Linked DNA regions of Mus musculus: region 2 is linked to region 1. The links are chromatin contacts, called in public HiChIP or PLAC-seq maps. All regions are on one chromosome and are shown on one strand. Each heading gives the region's core, a stretch centred on a gene start, on an enhancer-like site or on the middle of the called end of the contact. The rest is flanking DNA. Distances are from core to core; before and after follow the strand shown.

Region 1 (4,346 bases), core at 376-2,875:
TATGTTACTCATACTACCCACATGTACTCTATTTTCTATTGTTCATTATTGATTTATTTTTATCATTGTGTGTGCGGGCAGGCACACATGTATTGTGGTGCTCCTGGGGGTGGGGTCATAGGATAACTTCCAGGAATCCATTCTCTCCTGCCTTACAGAGACAGAGTCTCTCTTGGTCCTGTTTTGTTGTACATTCCAAACTAGCTGGCCCATGGGCTTCCAGGGAATCCTCCTGTTTCTGCTCACTCTCTCACTGTAGGAGTACTGGAATTACAAAGGCATGCCACCACATATGGCTTTTTGTACATGGGTTCCAAGGCTCAAACTCAGGTCATCAGTCTTATACTGCATTACCTGCTGACCCATCTTGCTAGCCCTTGTTATTGTGTTAACATACGCTGCTTCTAAGGACAAGCCTTCATGTACACAGTCTTAAGGTATAAATTAGGTCAGTGTCTCTAATCCAAGACCAATCCAGGAAGACTATATATGACCCGTAGTCTCTCATCTCCAAATTCTGTTCCAGTACCATCTGGTACATTGAGGAAGGTCAGTTGTCATCTTTCTATTTCTTCAGTCTAACAAATATAGACTGCACCCTGCCCTGCTCCTCCCATGCACCAAACATTAGGGATACCAAAGGAGCTAAGGCTTCTATTAACACACTAGTCTGCCACCTCCTGAAAAAGTAAATATCAAGGTGTCCTGGGAGGTGGCTCTGTGGCAGAGCATTTGCCAAGCATGCATAAAGTCCTGGGTTCCATCACTGATGCTGGGGGCTTAAGGGGACAACAGAGGTTGCACTGAGAGAGGTAGCCAGAGGTGGGCTAGGGAAAGAGAAAAGCCTGCAACCAGCAGGAGGAGGATAGGTAAGGGCCCCACGTGGATTCGTTCTGATGCTGGCTGCTACATCCAACTGGAGAATGAGTGAAACTCTATATCCATGTCCTTGAACGACTTACCATTCATGTTCATGGACTTGGTCCATGTCTGCAAACTCCTCCATCTCTCTGTCCACGAGATCCTTCTCTTCTACATCCATGAATTCTGTCTCATCCGTGACTGCAAACTTTATCCCGTTCATATTCACAAACTGTTATTCTATCCATGTTCACAAACCTGCATTCATGCGTGCAAACTCCACCCCCCACCCGCTGTGTTCATGGACCCTGTCCCACCCGTGTTCATGACCTCTCCCTATGCCATCCATATCTGCCATTCCTTCGCTTGGCTCCAAATCCCAAGTCTCTGAGACTTCAGTCCTACAAGTACTTCATCTACAGAATCACCCCAAAGTAAAAGCCACCAGTGGGAAACGTTCATGATAACAAGATGGCAGCCAGGTGGCAAGCCAGCAAGAGCGCTCGAAACAGCCTGAGGACACGGGGAAAGAAAGAGGTACTCAGCAACCCCACAACTGCTGTTATCCCATGCTGAAGACAACTTGTTCCTCCCTAGACCTGGCTGCAGGAGGAGGAGGAAAGTCACAGAGGCAGCAAGCACCCCAGCCTTGCTTCAGTGCCTGACAAGGCGTCTTGCCTCCGGGAAGGAGCTCCCTATAGCTGCTTAGAGAAGTCAGGGCCCTGCACACCACACCCTACACCTCCCTCTACTTCTTTGCCAGGCTGCACCTGGCCTCTGGCCTCACCTGCCCCACCCAGTTACACCCATGATTCCAACAGTGGCCAGCAAACACAAAGCTATCAGCAATAACAAAACAGAAGGAAGAAATTCAAGTCAAACCAGGTTCCGGCTGCCCTCGGCTGAGCTCCTGCAGCACTGTCTGGTGCCTCCAGCCTTCTGCGTCCCAAACCCAAGTTGAACGGCCAGATCTTATCTGACTTCTCACTGGGCTCTAAGGGTACTGTGTCCTTTCTGTGTCTGGGCCCAGCACCCCTGTCTGAATGGCACCACAGAGATCCAAGAGTGGCTGCAGCCTTCCTACGCATTGCACTGCATTCTCTCAGTCCCCTCACATAGCACTCACATAGCACCGTGCCTCGCTCTTCCAATAATTTTGGCCAGCCCAGTTTTTTTAGAAGCAGGACTTGAAACTCAGAAAGGTGCAGTCTTCCATTAGACTAACAGTGAGAAACAGAGCAGGTGACTACCTGATTAAAGTAAAGCGTTTCTTGGAGCATCTGTCTTGTATGCTGTGAATAGACCTATTTTCCAAAACAGGTTCGACTTGGAAAGATCCTTCTTTTGATTGGCACCTGTCTGGTGGACCCACACCAGGCTGGGCTGCAGCAGGATTCATGTTTGCTGTCTCCCACCTCCATCTGAAATGAAGCTCATTTACTGAGTTACTCAGAATTATCCAGACTGGCTTTGCAATCCCTTCTCCAGGGTCACACATGCTAGGCCAGGGGAAAGCGTTCCTGAAAACCAGGACAGGAGACAAGGCAGGGTACTGGACAGACATGGGGACCCGGAGACCAGCAGGCAGGCCTAGCACACTTCTAAGCATCCATGCAGATCCTAGCACTGATAGAGATGGTGGGGACAGACAGGAGCCATTTCTGGACCAAAACTCACAGAGCACTGGGTGGAGGCTGGTGGGAATTAAAGAATAAGTGTTCCATGGGAGCATCATTTGTTTCAGAACATTTCTTTTTCTAATTCTCTGGGGGAATGCAGCCTGCAACTCTTTCAACTCTAAGAAAGAAAAGCAGCCTCCAGCCACCACTGAACAAAGGCCACCATCTACTGGTTTCAGAACCACATTCCCATCAGACAAATACATCACAGGGTGTGGCCAAAACAACCTGGTTTATTGGCACCCTGACCCCAGGTCAGAAGCCGGAGATAAAATGTGACTCCAGGCTCTTGCCTTGGGGCTCTGGGAACAGCAAGCAGGGACCCACCCTGCTCACACCAACTGGCCATTCTGGTTCATCAAGATGAAATTGTTTTCCTTCGCAGCCGCACCCAGTGCTCCACCATAAGAAGAAACAGGTCAGGAGCATCCAGCAAGGTTTGACCCTTTCATGGAGGTTCCTGCCCAGAGCAATGCAGAGGTCACATCTGCAACCAGGTCTAGAGCAAAACTTTCAGGGACCCCAGGTGGTTCCCACAGACTCCAGAGTAGAAGAGAAAGGCCTCCGACCCCAAAGCACTGTCTCAAAGCACTCCTCTTTTGTACCAACTGAAGCATTGCCCATCCACACTTATTAAGACAAACTCAGCTGAAGTGCAAGGTTCCAAAAGGCTGAAGGACTTGTTGAGCATCAGGTTGATAACTATTCCTTCTTTTCCTTTTCTTTTTTTTTTAACCTCTGCTTGTATTCAGACTCGAAAGAAATCAGCCCCATTTAATTAAAGGTTGTTTTCTTAGACAAGCGTGATGTTCATTAACATATGATGAGAGCTTAAGTAAGTGCTGAAGTAATTAGACAGGGAAGAGCTATACGCCTTATTATAATCAGGATCCAGGCCCACCTGGTTCCCTCCTTCTTCTCCCACCCATCAGGCAGGAAAGCTCCAAGCCAGGTCAATTATGCGCTCATGGATCTCATGGCTAAGAACCTGAGATAAGTGGTGGGATATTGAATTTATCAAATACATAGGAAAGAAATTGGTGTTTGTGAGTTTTGGTGAATTAGACATTTTTGGATTAATATTTTTATACAACATTGATCTAGAGACAAGCCTGGAATATTTATCTTTCTTTTCCCTCCAGGAACTGTTTCTTGTGGTTATTTCATTAGCAAGTATGGGTCCAAAATCATTTGAAGTGCTGGTCAAGGGTGGGGTGGGGGTGGCCCTGCTCTGGAAAGTATATATTGAAATAACCAAACTCAAGGGACATGGCTGTAAGGCTAACCTCGGCTCTTCATGGAAAGCATTGACACCCCAGCAGAAGTGGGCAGATCTCCCAGGTCTAGACCTAACATTCAGCTGTTGTATTCTGAGAGGGCTCTTGTGCGTTTGTTGTTTTGTTTTGTTTGTTTGTTTGTTTGTTTGCTTTTTGTGTTTTGTGGTTTTTTTCTGACATGCTGGTTGAAGATCATCCTATGGAGACCTCAAACCCTAGAGGGCAAGTATTTACTGAGGTCTAACTTTGCTCACTGCCTCTTTCACCATTTGAGCCTTGGTTAATGTTTGGGGAGAGTCACACAGACAGCTGACCCCCTGCTCTGGCCATGCACTTCATCCATGAAGCATCTCACACCCAGAGGCTTCTGTTTGGGGAAAGGCATGGCGACATGGCCCAACACCTTTCGGTGACATGAGAAATAGACTCTCAGAGAAATGCCTGGATTAGAAGACAGCGACCTAGAGGTCAAAGGTTTCTGTTTTCATGATATTTCTCATATTAGATGCCTCTTGGCCCACAGTTACAA
Region 2 (4,451 bases), core at 372-2,871, 69 kb before region 1:
CAGTCACAGTCCTCTATGCCTAGATTCTATGAAACTGCTTGTGACTTGGACTCAGGTTTTCTTTACCTACGCTTTGAGATAGAGACTATTCTCTAAGGTCTGCCCGGGCCTTGGGTGTGATGGCCTTGGATTAATTTTTTTTTTCTCTTTGTTTCTGTTAAATATGGCCTGGCACCTTTCCTGGGACGCTGTGACAAACACTTCAGACCCATTTGTGTTGCTGGGTGTGGCTTTGCCTGCACCTCCTCCTCACAAGGTGAAAACAGGAGCTGAGTGCCACTGGAGGGAGGGATTCTGCTCCCGGAAATCCCCCATGGAGCCAATTCCGTTCCAAATCTTTCTCAACACCCAGAGGAGAAGCACAACAGCTGGTAGCTCCCCCCTGCCCCCCCCCCCATGATTCTATATTCTGGGACTGGAGGGACAGAGTGTGTGTGTGTGTGTGTGTGTGTGTGTGTGTGTGTGTGTATAAATGTATATTAACGGATCTGAGGTTGAAAGTTAAGAAGTAGATTTGGAGCCTCAGTTGGGTCCACAACTCTGGTTGCGCCTGGCCCACCCTCGTTAGATCTCTTCACTAGGCTTCTACTGGACGGTTACCATGAGAAGCAGAGACCTAGGACACTCTGAGAAGCAGAGACCTATTACTTTTCTGTCATCCTGGCCTTCCAGAGTTCTTGAGTTCCAGTCCGGTGCCCCGAGTTTCTGGGCTCCATCCGAATGAGGAGTGAGTAGAAGCCAAAAATGCTGGCGAGCTGAGTTCTCTCAGTACAAGGAGGAAACACACCACTGTGAGGAATCAAAACTGTTCAGCCACCTTCCTCACTCACAGGGTCCCTCAAGGGACCCAGAGAAGGTGGTGAGTGTAGTCAGGGTTAGGTTATTTGTTCTTAGGCAAAGTTAGGGAAAATCAAGGGGTCTCAGGGCCACCTCTCTCTCTGGTGTTCCCTAGGTCCTTAGCTTTCCTTCTCTGGCTCCACTTCTGACTCACCCCACCGCAGCCCTTGTCTTTAGAAGTACTAGAGTTTACAATGGCCTTCCAGGGAAGGTAAGAGCTGAAACTGGGAAAGGTGTAGCAGCCTTTGACCTTGTGCGACCCTGGTCTGTGACTCACTTGCTGGACTCCCTGGCTGTTCCCATTCCTGATGGAGGGATGCCAGAGCTCACATGGAAACAACACAGGCCCGAAAGGAGGGCTGAAGTGAGGTTGCAAGCTAACTCTCCCAGCACTTGATACAAAGTGATGTCTTGGTGGAGATGGTAACAGTAACCCCCAGGGAGCATCCCTACCAGATGCCATTCCACTGCAGCGTGGCAGTCATTGCAAGAGGAGGGTACTGTTTCAATTCCCATTTTACCCCACCACAGTGAGGTCCAAAAGGCAAAGTTAATACAGAGCAGAGCTGGGTTTCCAGTCCTGCAGTTTGTGCTCTGAACTAAGAAAAATGTGGGTATTTGTTGTATAACCGAGAAGGCAGAGTAAAGTCAAGTGCCTTGTCCAAGACTGCACAGCCTGGGAGAAACAGGGATGAGATAAACAGCTCCCCACCCTGACTCTAGACTTCTCCCCAGGCGTAGGGTGGGGCGGTTGAGGGGTGGAGGAGGCAGGATGTAATTGCATCTTGCATCTGCCTCGCCCTTCTCCACCTCAAATTTCTACCTTCCTCCTGAAGCTGTGAGCTCTCGTTTCAGGTGACAGGAAGCCACTGGAAAAAGAGCCAGCTCCGGAGTGATCCGGTGAAGAAATCAGAAACCTGCCAATCCAGGAATGAGTCCAACACGCCCTATGGGACTGACACCTGGCTGCCCAGGTAAAGTGTCCAGATGCCCTAGGCCAAGAGAGGTGAACACTGGAGGAAGTTTCCAGAAAGTCCAATGTGAAGAAGTAGAAACAAAAAAACCCAAAGACTACGCTGTGATTTAAAAGACAGGCTGCAATCAGTGTCTCTTAGTTGGGAAGAGCCACTCAGAGAATAATGAGTAACCTTTTGTTGTATCAGAGAGCTGACACTGACTGGGCACTTACTGTGTATCAAGACCAGTGCTACAAGTTTACCTCAGGGCTAGAGGTGAGGAAAATACATCAAAGTTTAGTTGATCCAATAAGAGAAAGATTCTGGTAGTTTCCTTACTCCACACCCACTTTTTTTGTATTCCTTAATTCTTGATGACAGGGCATTTCAAAGACAATTTAAGAAAATATTGATGGGACTGGTGATATACCTTGGCTGTAGAGTGCATATCCAGCGTGCATCAGGCTCTGGTTTGATTCCCCATCACTGTGTAACCAACTATGGCAGTACATGGCTGTAACTCCAACACTCGAGAGGTAGAAGTGGGAGGATCTGAAATTTAAGATCATCCTTCCACACATCCAGAGATGGAGGCTAGCCTGGGCAACATGAGACCTAACTCAAGAGAAAGAAGGAAAGGAAGGAAGAAAGGAAGGAAGGAAGGAAGGAAGGAAGGAAGGAAAAAATAAAAATAAAACATTGCAATAAATTCCCGTGAATTTAATCTACTAGTTTCAATCATTATCATCACAAGTCAGTCTTGTCTACTCTTCCTTCTATTGGACTATTTTGAAGTAAAGTATTATTGTGCATTATAAAATCCCATTATATACACAATAATATATATCCCAGAAAGGACTATGGTAACAGCAATATAGTGTGTGATGGTTAATCTTGGTTGTCAATTTGACCACATCTGTAACCAACTAAAATCCAACCAAGGTGGTAAACCTGTGAGAGATTTCTTGAATGGATCATTTGAGGTGGGAAGACTCTCTAAATCTGGGTCACTTGAGTCAGAAGACTCACCCCAAATCTGATCAACACCTTTTGATAGCAGCCCACATAAAAGGGCATGGATGAAGGAAGCGTTTGCTTTTTGGCATGTTTGCCCTCACCCTCAAGTTCATCTGTCCTGTTCCTGAGCCATTTCTTCACTGATGTTAGAACTACATCTTCAAGATCCCAATGTGGACAGAAGACCGGAAGCTCTCTAGTGCCTTCCAGGGACTCCAGCACCATACTGAGGCTACTGAGACACGCAGTCTCATGAACCAAACAAATACCAGATCCTTGGCCTTTCCATCAAGAGCCATCCATTGTTGGACTACTCAGACCACATCCTGATAGCCACTCTGACAATCATACATTCATCCTATCAGTTTTGTAACTCTAGAGAACCCTGACATATACACAGAGTTACCCCTAAAGAAAATGGAATGACTTTCAATAGCAATTGAGGAGCCAACCTCTTTTAAGGTATCTGGTTGGCTCCATCATGTATTTTTACAGTTGGTTTATACAAACTGGAATAGAAATCGTTTAAACATCACATTTGGCCAAGCCTCTTAAACCCCTAATCCACATTCAGGTCCCATTTCCATGCCATTTATTTGTTGAATGAAGAAAGTGAACCCTTTGCCCTGCACTAGTTCTCACGGTTTAGATTTGTTGATCGTGCACCTGTGATGGCATCTACCATGTTCTTCTGACCCCAGGATTTCCTGTAGAGGTGTTGCTAAGATCTAGTGGTTGGACTGAGTTGACATTTCATTGTTTGGGGAAGATGTTTCAGTGAGCATGGCAACCCAGTGCATAAACACTCTTGTTTCCTGAACGTGGAACCTCAAACCCAGAAAACAACACCGATGAATGGATGAAGGCTGGAACTTGAGTCTTCTGCTCCATTGCTGGTCTTGAGCCTAGATTCTAGAACCTTCTCAGGTTGGAAGAATGACGTAGTTGCCTAGTCTTTACCTTCAATCAGAGAGAAGCCAAGATGGGGGGGGGGGTAGGGGACCAATTAAACCTTTCAAGAACATGAGAAAAGAGGTTCCCCAAGCTTGGTGGGGAGGGGGGCTCTGCACCTTTACTCTGCCAAGAGGCTGGAAGCTTTGAGACAGAACTCTGGTGTGGATGACAGGTTTTTTTTTTTCTTTCTCTCTCTTCTTTTATAGACTGGGAACAGGTTTACCTGAGGAACACTTCATGTCTTAAACTTTCTCATTTTAGTCAAAGGGAAAGAAATGTGTGCTCATGTATGTTGTTGGATGAACACCTGAGGTGACGCACAGAATTCTCCCCAGAGGAGGACAGAGGAAAGGCTTTCTCTATCATCTTCCCCCCAACCCACTCAATGAGCATTTCCCCCAATTCCAGTTATGCAGAGCATGTGGCTTCAGATCCCAAACTGTAGGCCAGAAAGACATATTCTATTACAAAGCAGAAGAATATCACTCTGAATCCCAAAGTGTGAGGCAGGGTAAAGATGTCTCAAGGACTTAATACACATGAGAACTGACATTTGTAGAATACATAAAACACATCACATAACCCATTTGAACTACTCCTGGTTTACACTTACAGCAGCTCTGCAAGGTGAGACGTACCTGTTTCTGTAACTATAATTTGCAGATGAGGGAGACCAGTTTGTATTAG

What was found. HiChIP or PLAC-seq counts read pairs in DNA pulled down with a chosen protein or histone mark.
Region 2: an H3K27ac HiChIP or PLAC-seq map of embryonic stem cells shows a contact between it and region 1, with 9 read pairs. The contact joins two enhancer-like sites. A contact is called at or near these places in 18 of 484 Hi-C or Micro-C datasets (the C10 cell line, the N1E-115 cell line, bone marrow-derived macrophages and 8 more) and 6 of 115 datasets of contacts at active chromatin or transcription factors (embryonic fibroblasts, embryonic stem cells, intestinal villus epithelium and 1 more).

The regions. Positions count from the first base shown.
Region 1 is chr5:64,429,155-64,433,500 of GRCm38.p6, reverse strand. No RefSeq gene overlaps it. Among named protein-coding and RNA genes, the nearest start is that of Gm31363, 21 kb to the left of the region's middle. Within about 2 kb of position 1,625, at least 43 of the 459 cell types and tissues checked have an H3K27ac peak or open chromatin away from gene starts, as enhancers often do. A contact at or near this core is called in colorectal tumor organoids, embryonic stem cells and intestinal villus epithelium, where this site is marked.
Region 2 is chr5:64,497,756-64,502,206 of GRCm38.p6, reverse strand. Gm52815 (a long non-coding RNA gene) reads right to left here. Exons shown (of 3, transcript XR_003955927.1): 1 at 4,403-4,451; 2 at 2,224-2,408. Among named protein-coding and RNA genes, the nearest start is that of Gm52815, 4.3 kb to the right of the region's middle. Within about 2 kb of position 1,621, at least 67 of the 459 cell types and tissues checked have an H3K27ac peak or open chromatin away from gene starts, as enhancers often do. A contact at or near this core is called in colorectal tumor organoids, embryonic stem cells and intestinal villus epithelium, where this site is marked.